Linked DNA regions of Gossypium hirsutum: region 2 is linked to region 1. The links are chromatin contacts, called in public Hi-C maps. All regions are on one chromosome and are shown on one strand. Each heading gives the region's core, a stretch centred on a gene start, on an enhancer-like site or on the middle of the called end of the contact. The rest is flanking DNA. Distances are from core to core; before and after follow the strand shown. Region 1 holds the start of LOC121203339. Region 2 holds the start of LOC107954340 (60S ribosomal protein L7-4).

Region 1 (4,525 bases), core at 1,477-3,976:
AAGATGATATGCTTGTATATAAACTGTAGTAAATGAAGTGTAAATTACCCTTTCCCGTATGTCGGTTCTCCGAACAATACTGCACGCTTATTATCTTTCAACGCACCAGTTAAAATTTCACTCGCACTTGCAGTACCCATGTTCACCTAATGAAAATTCGAGTAACGGAAACCATGATCTGACATACAGAAAGAGATTTGACATTGTAACAGTAAGAAATAAAGTCCTTTTGTTTAAACCGAGCTTACCAGTACAGCTAGGGGTTCTGAAGCTGCTATTGCTGAGCTTCCATCCGTGTCGTATAGATATCGAACTCCATGATTATCACAAATATACACAATCACGCCCTTCTCTAACTTGTTCCACAAAAACAAATGATGATAACTTGTGCTATGAAACTTGACATGGATAAAAGAAATTTTTAATTTCAATGGCTTTAACTTACCAAATCTTGGCGGTTTCGATTCCTTTGGGTGAAAGCCCACCACTGCAGCAAATTGAATCTTTTAGAAAAACCTGTCTTAAGGGCGAGTTTAAAACGGATCATATCAAAAGCTAATCACCTATTATCAAGAAGGTCCAACACAAAGGCATTAACGCTATTACTCCTTAAAGTATAGATCACTTCCTTGACAGCAGCTATAGTAAATGCAATTTTTTAGGATAATACCCTATATATAAACTAAAGAAGGATGGGAAGGGTATCTCCGAGAAGTCCCCCTCGGAAAGATGCTAACAAGGCTAAAAAGAGGCACAACCGAACTAGAAAGAGGAAAACAAAAATGCACAAAAAGATGAAGAAAACAAAAGGAGGTTGTTTATAAAAAGAGATAAATTCAAAAGTTTATTGTGTGAATGGACTCCTAAGAAACTATAGGATATACGATTTCATGGCTTAGTCCATATCTTCAACAAACAGAAAGAGTATTTGCAGTCAATATCTCCACTTACCAGAAGCCTTTTGGTTGAATGATGTTAGCTTAATATAACTGATTTTGGGGTAGTTCTTTTCCGAACCAGGACCTTCGCATAGCCTTGATTTTACAGGATTCAGTGAAATCTTTGCTCACCTAGAAAGTTGCAGTCGCAGATGGGTCAATCTTAAATCTCTCACAAAAGAGGTATAAAAGAATGACAAAATACATATTCTCATATTCTACCTCACCTAATTTGGAATGCATAATAACAATAGCATATTTTCAAATGCTGAATTAATTAATATTGGTAGAACTTCGGATATAGTTACTAATATATCAAGTTCAAATACATCATAAGATATTCAAATGAAACACTTAACTTATGTAAGAGCTAAGTGCTTTATTTCGGGTCTGGTTTGAACTGTTAATTCCACAGAACTTCCTTCTGGTCCCCTGTAGTTTATTCAAAAAGACGAGCATAACAGTAAACAACTGAAAAAGAATGTATAAACCGACGCATTAGCAAAGAAAACGGAATGAAAGATCTATGTATGGCTCTGCTGAATAGATATATCTTCACCGATAGTAACACGCTTACTGCAATCTGTCTGCTGCATCATAGACATATTCATCTAATGATCAAAGGTTTCCATCATTTCAAAATGGCAATAATGGTTCATTGCATAGGAAGAGAGCAAAATGTGCGGAAGAAGAAAGGTTGCCTGCAGATAAACCGAATAATCACAACAAGCAGGGACCTCTAGAGGAGAAGAAGACTTGTGCTCGTCAGCTGAGTCTTCAGTATCGAAGAGGCAAAGTATTAGCAGCATGTCATTCTCTGTTCCCCAGTCTTGTTCTTCGTCCGATGGCAGGCCTATGCTGGAGTGTGAATCGCCTGATATGAAGCGATCGTGAGAAGCTGCAAAGTTCGATATACTTGTGGTTCTTGCTGTTTATCTGTCTGATACATTGGATTAAGGCAGCCAGCAAAGTTAAGCCTTCGACGTTGAGCCTGGGGTGTCACGAAATATGCTCACTATAGATAGATATATAAGTTGAAATAATGTGTTTTAAAGTAGATGAGCATTACAAATCATGGGATGATATATTAATCAGCCATTACCAACAACAATATGTAGTTTTCTGCAATAAATGAGCAAAACTTAGACTATATTTGTATGAAATTTGAGGCTTGATTTCAAATGAAAAAGATTATGTCCCAGAATAGCTTTTCCATGCGTCTGAGAAGTGAAACACGGTGTATAAGATTTGTTTCATTCATCCTTAATCTTCAAAGTACATCATCAACTAAACTGATTATATACAAGTGTTTATGAACAAACTGATTCAAATTTACAAGTGACAATCATGTGAAACATTTCAGATCAAGATAGATTCACCAGATTGTAAGATGTGATCCAAAAATAAGTTGGAAGTGTACAAATCTGCCGAAAAGCCGTTACCGACCATTTCCGTAAGAAGTTGTGGTATAGTCATTTCGAAAAAATCCCCGGATCATTACATTATAACAGCAACTGTTAGGCAAACAATCATTATCTCCCATGCTCTTAAACAACCGGTATGCTTCATCTGGCAATCTCTCTTTACACACTCCATTAATAATTATGCAATATGTATAAACGGTGGGTTTTAGACCACTGACTGAGAGTTGACAAAATAATTCCTTTGCAACTTCGATATGCCCAGCTTTGCACAAGCCATCAATTAGGATGGTATAAAAGATGGTATCGAGTTGCCAGATTTGGAACTTGTCCAGAAGCAAGCATCTTTCTCCAAAGTTCATATGCATTTGAAACTCTCCTTAACTGAAACATACCTTGCATCAGAGTGTTGTATGTGACAACATCAGGCTAAATGCCTTGCTTTCTCATTCTGCCAAAAATATCTTCAGCTTCAGAAACCATACTATTCTTGCAAAGTGAATCCATCAATATATTATACGTGATAACATTAGGTTCAGCGCCTTGCTTTCTCATCGTGCAAACAATAAATTCAGCTTCAGAAACCATACCATTCTTGCAAAGCGAATCTATCAATGTACTATACATGACAACATTAGGTTCGATGCCTTGCTTTCTCATCACGTCAACAACAACTTCGGCTTTAGAAACCTCCCCCATCTTGCAAAGAGTATCGATGAATATACCATATGTGACAACATTAGGCTTAATGCCTTGCTTTGTCATTATGCCAACAATATCTTCGGCTTTAGATATCATTCCTTGCTTGCAAAGCGCATCGATCAATATACTATATGTGACGACATTAGGCTTAATGCCTTGCTTTATCATTTCGAAGAAGAGATCATGAGCCTCCTTTAGCAAGCCCTTCTTACAAAGACAGTTAAGGACAGTGCTATATGCTACAACATCAGGTTCGAAACCTCTTTCTTCCATCATCCTTAGATACCTAATAGCTCCATCAGTATTCCCAGTTTTACACACCCCATCCAGTACTGTAGTGTAAACAATTAAATCAGGTTGATACCCTTTCTCAATCATTTCATCAAACAAACTCACAGCCTCAAAAATCTTACTTCGATTACAAAGTCCCCTAATCAAAGTGGAAAAAGTAACAACATCAGGTTTAACACCTAGCTTCAACATTTTGCCCACAACTGAAAACCCAGAATCAATTCGATCAAGTCGACAAAAGCAATTAATCAAGATGTTGAAAGAATAATCATTCTAACAATGGCTCTTAATAATTTAGTGAATTCAACAATGGAAGGCTTCGGGTGCTCCACAATCATCTTGTGAAACAAAGTCAGAGCATCATCAACATTATTGAAGCGAGGATAGGATTTTCGATTGTCCCTCACAGACATTGAATTCTCACTTAAAGCTTCTATGTGGGTAGAATGTAATTAAAATAAGGAGAAAAAGACGAGTGGAGCTTAGAAAGGTTCCTTCCACCATTAACAGCTGAAGCAAGAAGCAGACCCATATCTTGCAATTACAGGGAAAACAAGAGCTAAGCTTTGAAAAGAAACCCCATAAATGGCGGCGGCGGCTGAACTAGCAGAAGAATACTATACTCCGTTTAAAGGCTCCAAAATTGTTTGTTTGTTTGTGCACCAAAAGTGGAGGGAGAGTAGGGTGGGTTTTGTTTGTTTGTGTTCCTTACTCGCTGATCTTATTTGCATAAGTCTTCATATATTATTTGTTTTTTTTTTCAAAATTAAATATTTATATTTGGATTTTAAGTTATTATCCAGAATTTAAAATTTTTAATTTTGATATGTAAGCGAAGGCAACAATGGCAGTGGCAGTAAGAGAAGCGGAAGATAAATTCTCACAATCAAATTGATATTTGAAGGTTAATTTTTTAAAATTATGATTAAATTGATCTCATGTGTAAATGTTAAAAGGGTTAAATTTTAAATGTCACACGAGTAAAATTTGAGGGAAACTAATGTGGGTAGGGAAACTAATGTGTAGATATTAAGGATTAAATTTTGAATGTCACACCACCTTTTCAAGTTAGCGTTTGATCAAACCGAGTGAAAATATTTTGAGCATAAGCCCTTTTATGTGTGAGAGAGCAAAATTTGAGGGAAACTAATGTGGATAGGATATTTAAATAAT
Region 2 (4,309 bases), core at 464-2,963, 250 kb after region 1:
AAACAATAAATTCCTCACATTATCAACAATGGCAAATCTCAAATTCATCATCAAATCCAAAAATTAAAGCATGGGCTAGGTAATATACAAAGCAACGATCTCAAAAACGTAAAAATTATTGAAAACCAAACAAAATCCACACCTCAATTTGAGCTTCAAAGTGCCGAATCTTTAAAGCTTTCAAATGGTTCTTTTTCTCTTCAATATTCGGCCAAAAGATGAACATGCATGGCCCTTTTAATTTGTTATATTAAGCATATATTAGCCTTATTTTTAATTTACTATATTAACCTTTATATATATATATATGACATATATAATAAGGTTACATTAGTCCTTTGCCACCCACTAACTTACATAGTGGACTATTTGCATAATGAAACCTCTAAGTTATAAAGACAACAACAATTAGGTTCTTTTATAATTAACCCCTAAATTTTCATTTTACGCGATTAAGCCCTTTTATTAAATCGGACACTTAAACGACGAAATTAAAACACGAAAATTTCACACAATCAAATGCACACAAAATAAACACACAAAATAATATTAAAATATTTTTTTGACTCGGACTTGTGGTCCCGAAACCACTATGTCCGATTAGAGTCAAAACCGGGTTGTTACAGAAATTATAGTCTTTTATAATTTAGGCGCTTTAATGGATTTGAATACCCTCACACTAGAGAAGATTGTTACTTTCTCACCAAAAAAAAATCAAAGGATGACATGGTGATAAAAATTCTATAGGTTTTAAGTATTTGAAAAGATGAAAATTAAATTTCTAAGGAGGTGAATTTTATTATTAATTTTCAACAACACAAAGATTCGATTTTTTCAAATACAAGCTATAAAAAAAGAGAAAAAAGACAATTAGTATAAGAGAAAAAATAAGAGAAATTTGATAATTTACTTGTTCAACTTCTCAAATTTGTCATTTTGAAATTTTTAAAAAATATGTATATAATTTAGCATTTTTATATATTTTAAAGATTTTGTTAGGTCCGAAAACACAAAGAGGGGGATGAATTGGTATTTTAAAAATCTCTACAAACTTTTCTAAATGATAAGAAAATGGAAGAAAAACTTGAATAATTTAATTCGTAGTGGTTCGACCCTAATTGGATCAGGCAAGGGGTGTTACAAGTAAAGTATGAAACAAATATATTTATTAAAAAATTAGATAAAAACCAATTGATGCTTTGGCTATAATGGCGAACTTAATTATTTATCATGTATGGTGTTATGGGTTCAAATTTCATTATGATCAAACTTTTATTGATTTATTATATAAAATGTTAAAAACATCCTAATAAAAATATAACTTAATTTGTACATGAAAGGGTATTTAAGTGATTTCATAATTGAATTGATATCTGGTTGACTCATGACATCAACTTAATAAAATAACTACAAAAAATTATTGTAACAAATATATTTTTTTAAAAATTCGCATAAAAATCATAATGATAAAGTTAATTATTTATCATGTATGATATTTTGAGTTTAAATATCGTTAAATAAATTTTTTATTGATTTATTTATATAAAAAACAAAAAAATTACTCATAAAAGTACAACTTAATTTGTATATAAGATGATATTTTAGTAATTTACTAGGGAACACCGATTCAGTAAAAGCACAAGTATAGATTTGAGGAAGAAAATAACAAAAAGATTATATCCAAAAATTACTCTGAAACTAGGATTTCGTTCAAAAGCATTGGGCCGCATTTTAGGTTGGATCATTGTAACAATCCAAGTTTCATTCAAACAAAAGCCCAAATCCAATCACCTAAAAACCCTAGAGACCGGAAATCAATCACTATATTAGTTTGTAAAAATTTCCGCAAACCCTAGATCCTCTTCATCTGCCGCATCTCAGTCCCTCCGCAGTTCACTGAGGTAAGCATCCGCTCCACTTTCTGGCAAACCTCCAAGAACTGTAATGAAGGAACACCGATTTCTATGCAATAAACTGTAATATTTTTGGTTAATTGTTCTGTTTTGCTTGAATATTTATCAATCAATTGTTCGGATATGTATTGGTTTTCTTATATTGTCAGTGAAATGGCAAGGTACTGTGTTTAATTTCCATTTCTTTAACAATTAATTGCTCGTTAGAGGAAAATGGGTTTTCCTTCGCACTTATTTTCTAGTTTTCGTCTATCGATGAGCTTGGTTTAGATAACCCATTTCGTTGTTTCTATCTTTTTGTTTATGTTTCGAGGTTTTTTTTTTCTTTTTCTTTTAGAACTGTTAGATATGTAGAATTTGTTTGTTTTCTGATTGGTTTTGATTTGATAATGCCGTGGACTAGAAATGGGTGAGGAAGTTAAGGCTGTGGTTCCTGAGTCACTCTTGAAGAAACAGAAGAGGGCTGAAGAATGGGAGCTTGCCAAAAAGCAGGAGCTTGAAGTTTCAAAGAAGAAGAAAGTCGAGAACCGCAAGCTGATTTACACTAGGGCTAAGCAGTATGCAAAGGAGTACGAGGCTCAGGTAAATTTGTTCTGTTTTTGTTTTTGTTTAATTTGATTTGATCAAATCTTAAAAGCTTTGGAATCTTATTGTTTCTGGTCTACAACCGACAGGAAAAAGAGCTGATTCAATTGAAGCGGGAGGCAAAGTTGAAAGGGGGATTCTATGTAGATCCAGAAGCTAAACTCTTGTTCATCATCCGAATCCGTGGGTATGTGATTATTGTGGTATTATATTTGTATATGAATATAAATTACTAAATTGTAACATGTTAATGCTTGTTTTCAGTATCAATGCCATGCACCCAAGAACAAGAAAGATCTTGCAGCTATTGCGTTTGAGACAGGTAACCTATCAAATGTTTTCCAATACCAAGAGAATACAGATTATGAGAATTGTTTCCTGCATTTCCAATTTTCTCTGTTGCAATGTTGCATGTGTTCCCTTCGAGGGGTGACGTTTGTTGTCTAATTGAAATAACTGTTCTCTTTTGATATAATATTGGTATTACATTTGCTGGTTGTTGAAACTGTGTATTTTGTCATTTGGATAGTGAAACTCAAAATCGATGGTTTGTATCCATTACAGATTTTCAATGGTGTTTTCCTTAAAGTGAACAAGGCAACAATGAACATGCTTCATCTGGTCGAACCTTATGTGACTTACGGGTATATTTTTACCTTCCTGCTTCGTGGCTTTTTGTATTTAGTAGTTACACATGCTTTACATACCTTATTTCTCAGTTGTCTATGCTTTGTAGATACCCTAATCTCAAGAGTGTGAGGGAATTGATTTACAAAAGAGGTTTTGGGAAGTTGAACAAACAGAGAACTGCTTTGACTGACAACGCAATCGTGGAGCAGGTCTGTATCTTCTTTCATTCACTGAGTTTTATATTGGTATTAAACTATGTTGCTCCAACTTGTCATTATGATTCTTCAAATATATGGAAATAACTTGGAAAATATTGAGCATTCCCATGTTGGACACAAACTTTTATCCAACCGAGTTGAGTAACATAGGTACCGAAACATTTACTAAGCTATACTGGTGACAGGCTCTGGGCAAGTTTGGCATCATCTGTGTGGAAGATCTCATCCATGAGATCATGACTGTGGGACCTCATTTTAAGGAGGCCAACAATTTCCTCTGGCCCTTCAAGCTCAAGGCGCCTTTGGGTGGTCTGAAGAAGAAGAGAAACCACTATGTTGAAGGAGGAGACGCTGGCAACCGTGAGAATTACATCAATGAGCTAATTCGGAGAATGAATTAGACGTTGGTTTTATTTGTTAATTCAGTATTTTTGGTTTGTTTTGAAGGGTCCTGAAATGATTTCTTTTGGCCTTTTAGAAACAGTTTTGTTTAAAAGGAGGAATATTTTTCATGGTGTTTACCATTATCTTCTTAATGAACTCTGTCAAAGTTTTGTTGCTTGCAGATGGATATAATTGTAGTTGGGGTGCTTAGATAGATAGATGAATACCTTAATAATGCGCTCAAGAATCAACAACACAGCTGATTCTTTGAAGGTCTTTTCCAAGCCCATTTTGGGTCAGGCCCGGGCCAATATTGCTTGCATGGATGTTAGTTGGCCATGGCTCAACTAGCGCTATCCTTAAAAGCATTAATTTTCTTGAAATGCTATTATTTCATGTTTGAGACTGCCTCAAATGCTATTAATTTTCTTGAAATGCTATTATCACCAACTTGAAACTAGATAACTCGATGTTCCAAATCCATAAAAGATTTCTGCCTATCGAACACTGCTTTCAAATGATCACAAATCAACTTAATCTTCTCTTCAGTCTAACAAACTAAATCTGGCCAACAAATCG

The links. Hi-C and Micro-C count contacts between places; a contact is called where the count stands out from the background.
Region 2: a contact with region 1 is called in a Hi-C map of leaf, with 2.5 times the contacts expected there. The contact joins the promoter of LOC107954340 here to the promoter of LOC121203339 in region 1. A contact is called at or near these places in 2 of 34 Hi-C or Micro-C datasets (both in leaf).

The regions. Positions count from the first base shown.
Region 1 is chrD07:17,940,656-17,945,180 of Gossypium_hirsutum_v2.1, forward strand. It overlaps LOC121203339, which reads right to left and starts at 2,727. Exons shown (of 7, transcript XM_041096825.1): 1 at 2,385-2,727; 2 at 1,640-1,836; 3 at 249-503; 4 at 49-146. The coding sequence starts at 2,727. LOC107956068 (pentatricopeptide repeat-containing protein At1g62914, mitochondrial) reads right to left here and starts at 4,042. Exons shown (of 2, transcript XM_041097637.1): 1 at 952-4,042; 2 at 441-487. The coding sequence starts at 3,544. The coding sequence ends at 2,789.
Region 2 is chrD07:18,194,244-18,198,552 of Gossypium_hirsutum_v2.1, forward strand. It overlaps LOC107954340 (60S ribosomal protein L7-4), which reads left to right and starts at 1,714. Exons shown (of 7, transcript XM_016889872.2): 1 at 1,714-1,901; 2 at 2,317-2,495; 3 at 2,588-2,685; 4 at 2,763-2,820; 5 at 3,063-3,142; 6 at 3,235-3,337; 7 at 3,532-3,911. The coding sequence starts at 2,319. The coding sequence ends at 3,747. LOC107956686 (a long non-coding RNA gene) reads right to left here and starts at 217. Exons shown (of 3, transcript XR_001700200.2): 1 at 143-217.